Regions from separate parts of the Sus scrofa genome. Here region 1 is linked to region 2. Evidence: chromatin contacts called from public Hi-C data. All regions are on one chromosome and are shown on one strand. The core of a region is the stretch at or near the end of the contact, and the rest is flanking DNA. Distances in the headings are between cores, read along the strand shown.

Region 1 (3,021 bases), core at 405-2,904, 400 kb after region 2:
GCTCCCCTGAACAGCTTATCCCTCCCCCAACCCCACCTCATTCCCCAGGAGCTGGCTCTGGGGAGCCTGACCCTGCCTCACCTCGATGGGGGCTGGGGGCTGTGCTTCCTGGCGTCTTAGACCTTGTGGGCCACCAGGATACATCCTCTGAATGGCTTCCCGGGCCACTCGGCGCTTGAGCTGCCGCAGAAAGTCCTGGACCTGGAGAAGTGAGAGGAGGAGACCAAATGGATTTTAAGTCCAGGGCTTAAGCAGTCCACTGCCTACTCTCTGGCCTCCCGCTAGCCCGGGGTTGAGTCACAGTGACCCTTAAGGGTCTCGGGCCAAGGCCCCAGGTGTGATCCGTTACCTGACAAAGATGCAAGGCCAGTTCTGGCTCCTCCCTTTGGCAGGGCCCAAGCCCGTGCTAAGTACTACCCTAGTCACCTCCCAACTTCGTCCACTCTGCCCCATTCCCCGACTCATTTCAACCTCATTCCCGCCCAGGTGCTGGCTGCAATTTCCTTCCAGTCCCGGGCGGAGACCGGGTCTTACTCAGAGTTCGCCCCGCCCCCTCAGCCTTCCAGGGCACTGCCTCCTCCTAGCCCCGCCCCAAGACGCGCCATGCCCCGCCCCCACCCCGCCCTCAGCTTCTCGCAGGGACACACTGCCTAGCCTCGCACCAGTCCCGCCTCCTCCAGCGTTCTTCCGGTTCCTCAGCCTCGCCCCCGCCCTAAGCCTCACCCTCCACCCGCCCACTACCAGGACCCGCCCCGCCGCCAGTCCTGGACGCATCCTAGTCCCGCCTCCAGCCTCGCTCCCGTCTCCGGACCCCTCTTACCTCCGCATCACTTCTGCCCGACAGTTCCCGGGCCAGCTCGGCGGCGTCCGGCTCCGGCTGGCCCCGTCGCGCCTGCAGCAGTCGTAAAAGCTGCCGCTTCTCGCGGGCGCTCCAGGCCGCGGGCCGGGTCACCTCTCCCAGATAGCGCGCTGGGGCGGCTCGCCGCCGCTGAGGAGGCTTCATGCCGGTGCGGCGCGGGAGGGCGGTGTTGCAGCTGAGCCGTTTCCGTGGTGGGCGGGGTTACGGCGGCCGGTGGAGCCAAAAAGGCCCGCGCGGAGGCAGAAAGGGACGGGGGCGTGGCTCTGCGTTTGCAATCGGAAGCGAACTGCCATCCTGGGAAAAAATGGAAGGAGTGGTATCTGAGGCGGGAGCGGAAAAGACCCCCCCACACACACACACGCATTCTATCTCTTTTGTGAACTGGAGCCGACACCTTAGATCTCGTGCCTTCTCTCCAGTCCAGGACTAAGTCTTGGGAAACTCGCAGAGGGGTGGGCCCTGGCCAGAAAGCAACTATCCAGTCGTAGCCAAGAGCCTGGGTTGTGGGGTCGGCTAGCCCCGACTGGTGAGCAAGTGACTTGGCCGTGCCTAGCCTCAATTTCCTCAACCGTAAAATGGAGTTAATAGTCCTGCCCTTCTGTGCGGGGAGGAAGGAGCTCTGGCAGGAGGGATTTGAGGACCTTTAGGCTAGAGGGAGAGGGGGCTGGGGTAGACCTGAGCTTGTGGCTTAAGCGACGGCAGGATCTGGGCGGTGGGAGTGGAGCGCGAATAAGTTCCCTCTTTGAGAAGGCAGGTGGGCCGGTGTAGGGGTGGAGGAAGGAGAGGAGGCTTATTTAAAATTTAAGGGAGTTCCCGTTGTGGCGCAGCGGAAATGAATCCGACTAGTATCCTTGAGGATGCGGGTTGGATCCCTGGCCTCGCTCAGTGATTCGCGGATCTGGCATTTGCTGTGAGCTATGGTGTAGGTCGCAGACACGGCTTGGTTTCCCCGTTGCTGTGGCTGTGGAGTAGGCAGGCAGCTACAGCTCCGATTCGACCCCTAGCCTGGGAACTTCCATATGCCCCGGGTGCGACCCTAAAAAGCAAAATAAATAATTAAAATAAAATTTAAGCTGCTAGGGTTGGGTATCCTTTCTTTTATATGGAACAAAATGCCCTTGGGTCTCCTCTGGCACGTATTTGTATGCGTTTGAGCTCCGCCCCAAAGCCCCACCCCTCCAGTCTGGACCTCTCCCAACCCTGATTCCCCACCCACGAGCTAAGCGCCTACGCCAACTTCAGAACTCTGCAGTTCAGGCCACGTGTTTATTTTGAATCCAGGTGGGAGGATGGGAGGAGGAACGAGAGGAGGCGGGGCGCAGGGATTGTGGTCCCTTCGAATCCGAAGTCCTGGCGGGCGTGGTCTGAGGCCGTGGTTGGTATGTCTCCGGACCCTGTTGGGGGCGCGCCATCTCTGGGGAAGGGCGACTCGGGTTGAGCGGGGAGTAGGACACAGAGGCGGGTCACCCCCTTTCCAGCCGATCATTGGCCGCCCCATCAGTCTGTGTGCTGGGGTGAGGGTGAGTGCTAGGTCTGAAACCCAAATTTCTTTGCCTAGTGCCTGCCTGAGATGTTGAGGTCCTTTCCTGCGACGCTGAGCCTGCAATCCGCCGCGGGCCACCGAGTTCAAATCTCATCTTCACCAAATTTTGTGACCTTGGCAAGTCAGAGAGTGCCTCATTTTTCGTATCTCCATTATGGGGAGTATAAAAGTATCTACCATGTTACAGGGATTAACATGCGTAAAAAACTTGGAATTCTGCCTGGCAGAGAGAACGCGCTGTATAAGAGTCATTATCACCTCCCTCCTCCAGCTGTCCTACCGGCCCCACTTGACATTCCCCCTCATCTCTGCCCCCAACTCTTACCTGCCTTACTGGGGCCTTCAGGGCTGGGGGCCGCCCGGCGAGGTTCTTGGAGGCGGGCCAGGGGGTGGGGGCGCTGGAGAGGAAAGACAAGCTGAGGGGTTGGGTAAGGGCCTGGGCAAGGGCGCCCCCTGGGGGATTCTGCGGGCGTAGCGGAGGCATGGTCAGGCCCTTGCAGGCTGGGATCAAAGCGACCTGGGGACAGGACGCGCCAGAATAGGCTGGGGGCCAGGTAGAGATCCTGGGGGGGTCGGGGGTCGGGGCGGAGGCTGGTACCTGAGTGCGCGCAGACGAGGC
Region 2 (3,330 bases), core at 492-2,991:
CATGTCTAGGGTCCCCCAGCCCCAACATGCTGGATGATATCACAGTCAGGGATGGACAGAGACTACACTCCCAGGGATGGCCAAGTTCCCCCAGCGAGGACAAGATGCCAAGAGCCAGCATGGGAGGCACACTCTCATGCAGCAGGCAGCATGGGAAGGGTGTCCTGTGTGGGCCCAGAGATTAGTTCTCAAGGGTGGCCAGCGTCAGCCAGACAGCCCAGCACAAGACCTGGCCAAAGCCTAGGTTGGCACAGAAGGCACTAGAAAGTCAGTGACTCCTGAGCCAGTCCGCTGTTGGCTGCCTGCCCTGCCCTGCCCAGGGGTTACTTGAAGCTTCTAGAGCCCTCTGTCCCCCAGGGTCAGAGAAGATCCTCCAGCAGTTTGGAGGAGGTGGTCTGACAAGCCCAGTCCCAGATCTTGGTCACGGGCTCCCTCAGATACACTCCCTATGTGGCCTGGGTTCAAATCCTGCTCCAACACTTATTAACTGCGCCTTAGTATCCAGGTCCATAAAGAGACAGGATGGAAAATACTGACCTCATTGGCTGTGGTGAGGGTTTCAATGAATTCATGTGTATAAAGTGCTTAGAAAAGTGCAGGTACTTGGATGGTGCTATTATAGTTCTAAAAGTTAAGAGATAATTGTTGCTGTTAAGCACCAGGCCTGGGTCCAGCACACTTAGTATCCCCCCCCACCTCCGACCCCCACAACCCCCAAACGCAGGTACTCCTCTCAATCCAGACTCCCGCACTCCAAACCAGGCTCCATTCAACACCTCAACCCCCATTGTCCGCCCCTCCCTTCCAGGGCTCCGCCCCCAGACGCACTGCCACCAATCAAGGCTCTCCCCTGCCACTCCGTGCGAGCACCGCCCCCACCCGTGCAGCCCAGCCTACTTCTTGGACACGCCCACCACATCCCAGCCCCGCCTCTAAAGGCCCCGCCCCCACCGCTAAGGGCGCTTTCCACCTAGCCCGGCCCGCCAAACGCTGGGACGACCCCGCCCCCTCTGAAGGCCCCGCCTCTAACGGCCTGTCCCACCGCCCCCGGCCCCACCCCCTCTGGGCCCTGGCCCCGCCTCGGTGCATCCAGGGCCCCCAAGCCTCTCTGGGCAGCCTGCCTCGCGGGGCCGCAAACCCTGGCCTAAACTTGATCATGCCCGACCCGCAGTGGCTTTCCTGGCTGCCTAGCCTGCCGGGCGCCAACCCTCTGGCTCCAGTCTGGGGCCAGAGGCCTGGAGTGCAGCCTCGGCGCCTGCCCACCGCTTCGCTGCCGCTCATAGCCCGTCTGTGCCCCACCGGCCGCACCTTTGAATAGGTAGTCGTACTCGTCGTCCCGGGTCCCCATTGTCCTGGCGCTTCCGGCGGGATCGGCGACTCCGCAGCCCCACCACAAACACCCGACGGGGGCGGAGCCGGCGCCGCGCAGAGCGGCGGCCGGATGCCCAATCAGCGGTGGATGGCGTAGCGACCGGCACCCAGAGTAGCCAATAAGAGGCTTAAGCAGAGCCCCCGGGGTGGGCACCGTCGGAGATCCACCTTTTTCGCCCTCGGTCTCCTGGAGAAAGGCGGAAGGAATGCGGACCTTTCTGAAGTGACGGCCTCTTCAGCCTATCAAAGGCTAGATCTGGAAGGCGGGTCGGAAGACCATAAGATGAAACGGATTGACGGAGCGAGTAGCCAATGAGAGGTTTGAATCAGACAGCTCCGGACCACCAGAGGACCTGTCCGGGAAGGGAAATGGGGCTACGTCCAGGTAGTGTTACGCTATTTAACGTCCCAATGACGTCATAGGTCAATGCGCGCGGCTCTTCTGGACGCTCCCCCCACCGCTTGCCCCATAAATGGCCTTTTCCGGGGGGGCGTCTGCTTGGGGACCTTTTCAGCTTAGAGGGAGATCCCCTCTCTCTGGATTGCAGTTTCTATCCCTGCATTGGTGACTCGTTAAGATACCCCTGCCTCAGCTTCCTCCCTTTGTATAACGGAAGAAACTCACCTTATGGAATATTTGGAGTATGATTAGACCATTTACTTAAATACCTACTAAAACAACCATCCACAGTCTGTCATTAAGTCTTTGTTTAACAAATATTTATAAATCCTTCGTGTCATTCCTTCTCTGTCCCCTTATGTTGTTTTATTCCACAACCCCCTCGCCCCCAAGGATTTATCCCTACTTGACGAAGTATTTCTTTCTCCGCCCTGTTAAAAAGCAAAATTCAGGTGAGTACATTTGACGATCTAATAGCCTTTATTAAAAAATTCGTGAGTCAAGTAGCATCTCATCTGTTAAGCAGAGATAGTCCGAAAGGTTGCTCAAAATGGAAGACGTTTATAGGAAGGAGGGTGAGACAAAGAAGTCATGACGAGAGAAAAAAACAAAAGTTCGTTTGGAGGAAAGTAAGCGTTCAGGTAAGGACAGCATCTCATTGGCTAAGCTGTGGTGTCTTCATTGGCTGGGCTTGTTGCTGGGAGGGAAGAAAATCTTTTCTCCTTTAATGAAGTAGTTGCAGTGTCTGTTTGGGAGTGCAAGGTAAGTCTCTTGTGATTGGGGTCTGTAACTGATGTCTTCCTGATTGGGGTCTTTGAGGAGTGGTTGGGCGTAAGAGCTCCCTCTGAAAGCCTTTCCTGACTCCAATTTTAGCTGAGGTTTCCTTTTTAAAATTTTCACAATCTAGGAGTTCCCATTGTGGTGCAGAGGAAAACCCAACCAGTATCCATGAGGATGCTGGTTCAGTCCCTGGCCTTGCTCAGTGGGTTAAGGATCTGGTGTTGTCGTGAGCTGTGGTGTAGGTCGCAGATGTGGCTTGGATCTGGCTTTGCTGTGGCTGTGGCATAGGCTGGCAGCTGTAGCTGGGATTCCCCCCTAGCCTGGGAACTTCCATGTGCTCTGGGTTCAGCCCTAGAAAGCAAAAGATAAAAATAAAATTTTCACAGTCCAGTAGTTTATTTAGTTTCTGTTCCTCACCAACAGAACATCAGCCCAGTGAAGGCAGGGGCTGTGTCTGTGGCAGTCGGTGTTGTGTCCACAGTGCTCAATAAATGATTAATGATAATGTCAGAGTGGGGCTCATGTGCTAATTGTAATAATAATTATTATTGCCACTTGGACCTCTTCCCTGGGATGTCCACCTAGCATCCCACATACAAATTTGACCTCTTTTCCCATATTCTCTTCTCCTCCAGTGACTCCATCTCTCTTCCACCATCATCAAAGCCAGAGTTCATGGACTCCTGTCCCCTTCTCAACCTTTACTCTCCTGCCCTTCTCTCCCATCCCCTCCCTCAACTACGTTATTCTGTCCCTCCTTCCTCCTGACCCCTTCTCTC

The links. Hi-C and Micro-C count contacts between places; a contact is called where the count stands out from the background.
Region 1: a Hi-C map of liver shows a contact between it and region 2, with 4 times the contacts expected there. The contact joins the promoter of SNAPC2 here to the promoter of RAB11B in region 2. A contact is called at or near these places in 1 of 47 Hi-C or Micro-C datasets (liver) and 1 of 2 datasets of contacts at active chromatin or transcription factors (alveolar macrophages).

Annotation. Positions count from the first base shown.
Region 1 is chr2:71,292,854-71,295,874 of Sscrofa11.1, forward strand. It overlaps SNAPC2 (snRNA-activating protein complex subunit 2), which reads right to left and starts at 1,655. Exons shown (of 5, transcript XM_003123198.4): 1 at 821-1,655; 2 at 82-201. The coding sequence starts at 1,003. It overlaps TGFBR3L (transforming growth factor-beta receptor type 3-like protein), which reads right to left. Exons shown (of 7, transcript XM_021083896.1): 5 at 3,001-3,021; 6 at 2,728-2,800; 7 at 2,107-2,515. The coding sequence ends at 2,745. LOC110259350 (a long non-coding RNA gene) reads left to right here and starts at 2,098. Exons shown (of 2, transcript XR_002341675.1): 1 at 2,098-2,238; 2 at 2,418-2,635.
Region 2 is chr2:70,894,428-70,897,757 of Sscrofa11.1, forward strand. RAB11B (RAB11B, member RAS oncogene family) reads right to left here and starts at 1,742. Exons shown (of 5, transcript NM_001244875.1): 1 at 1,309-1,742. The coding sequence starts at 1,348.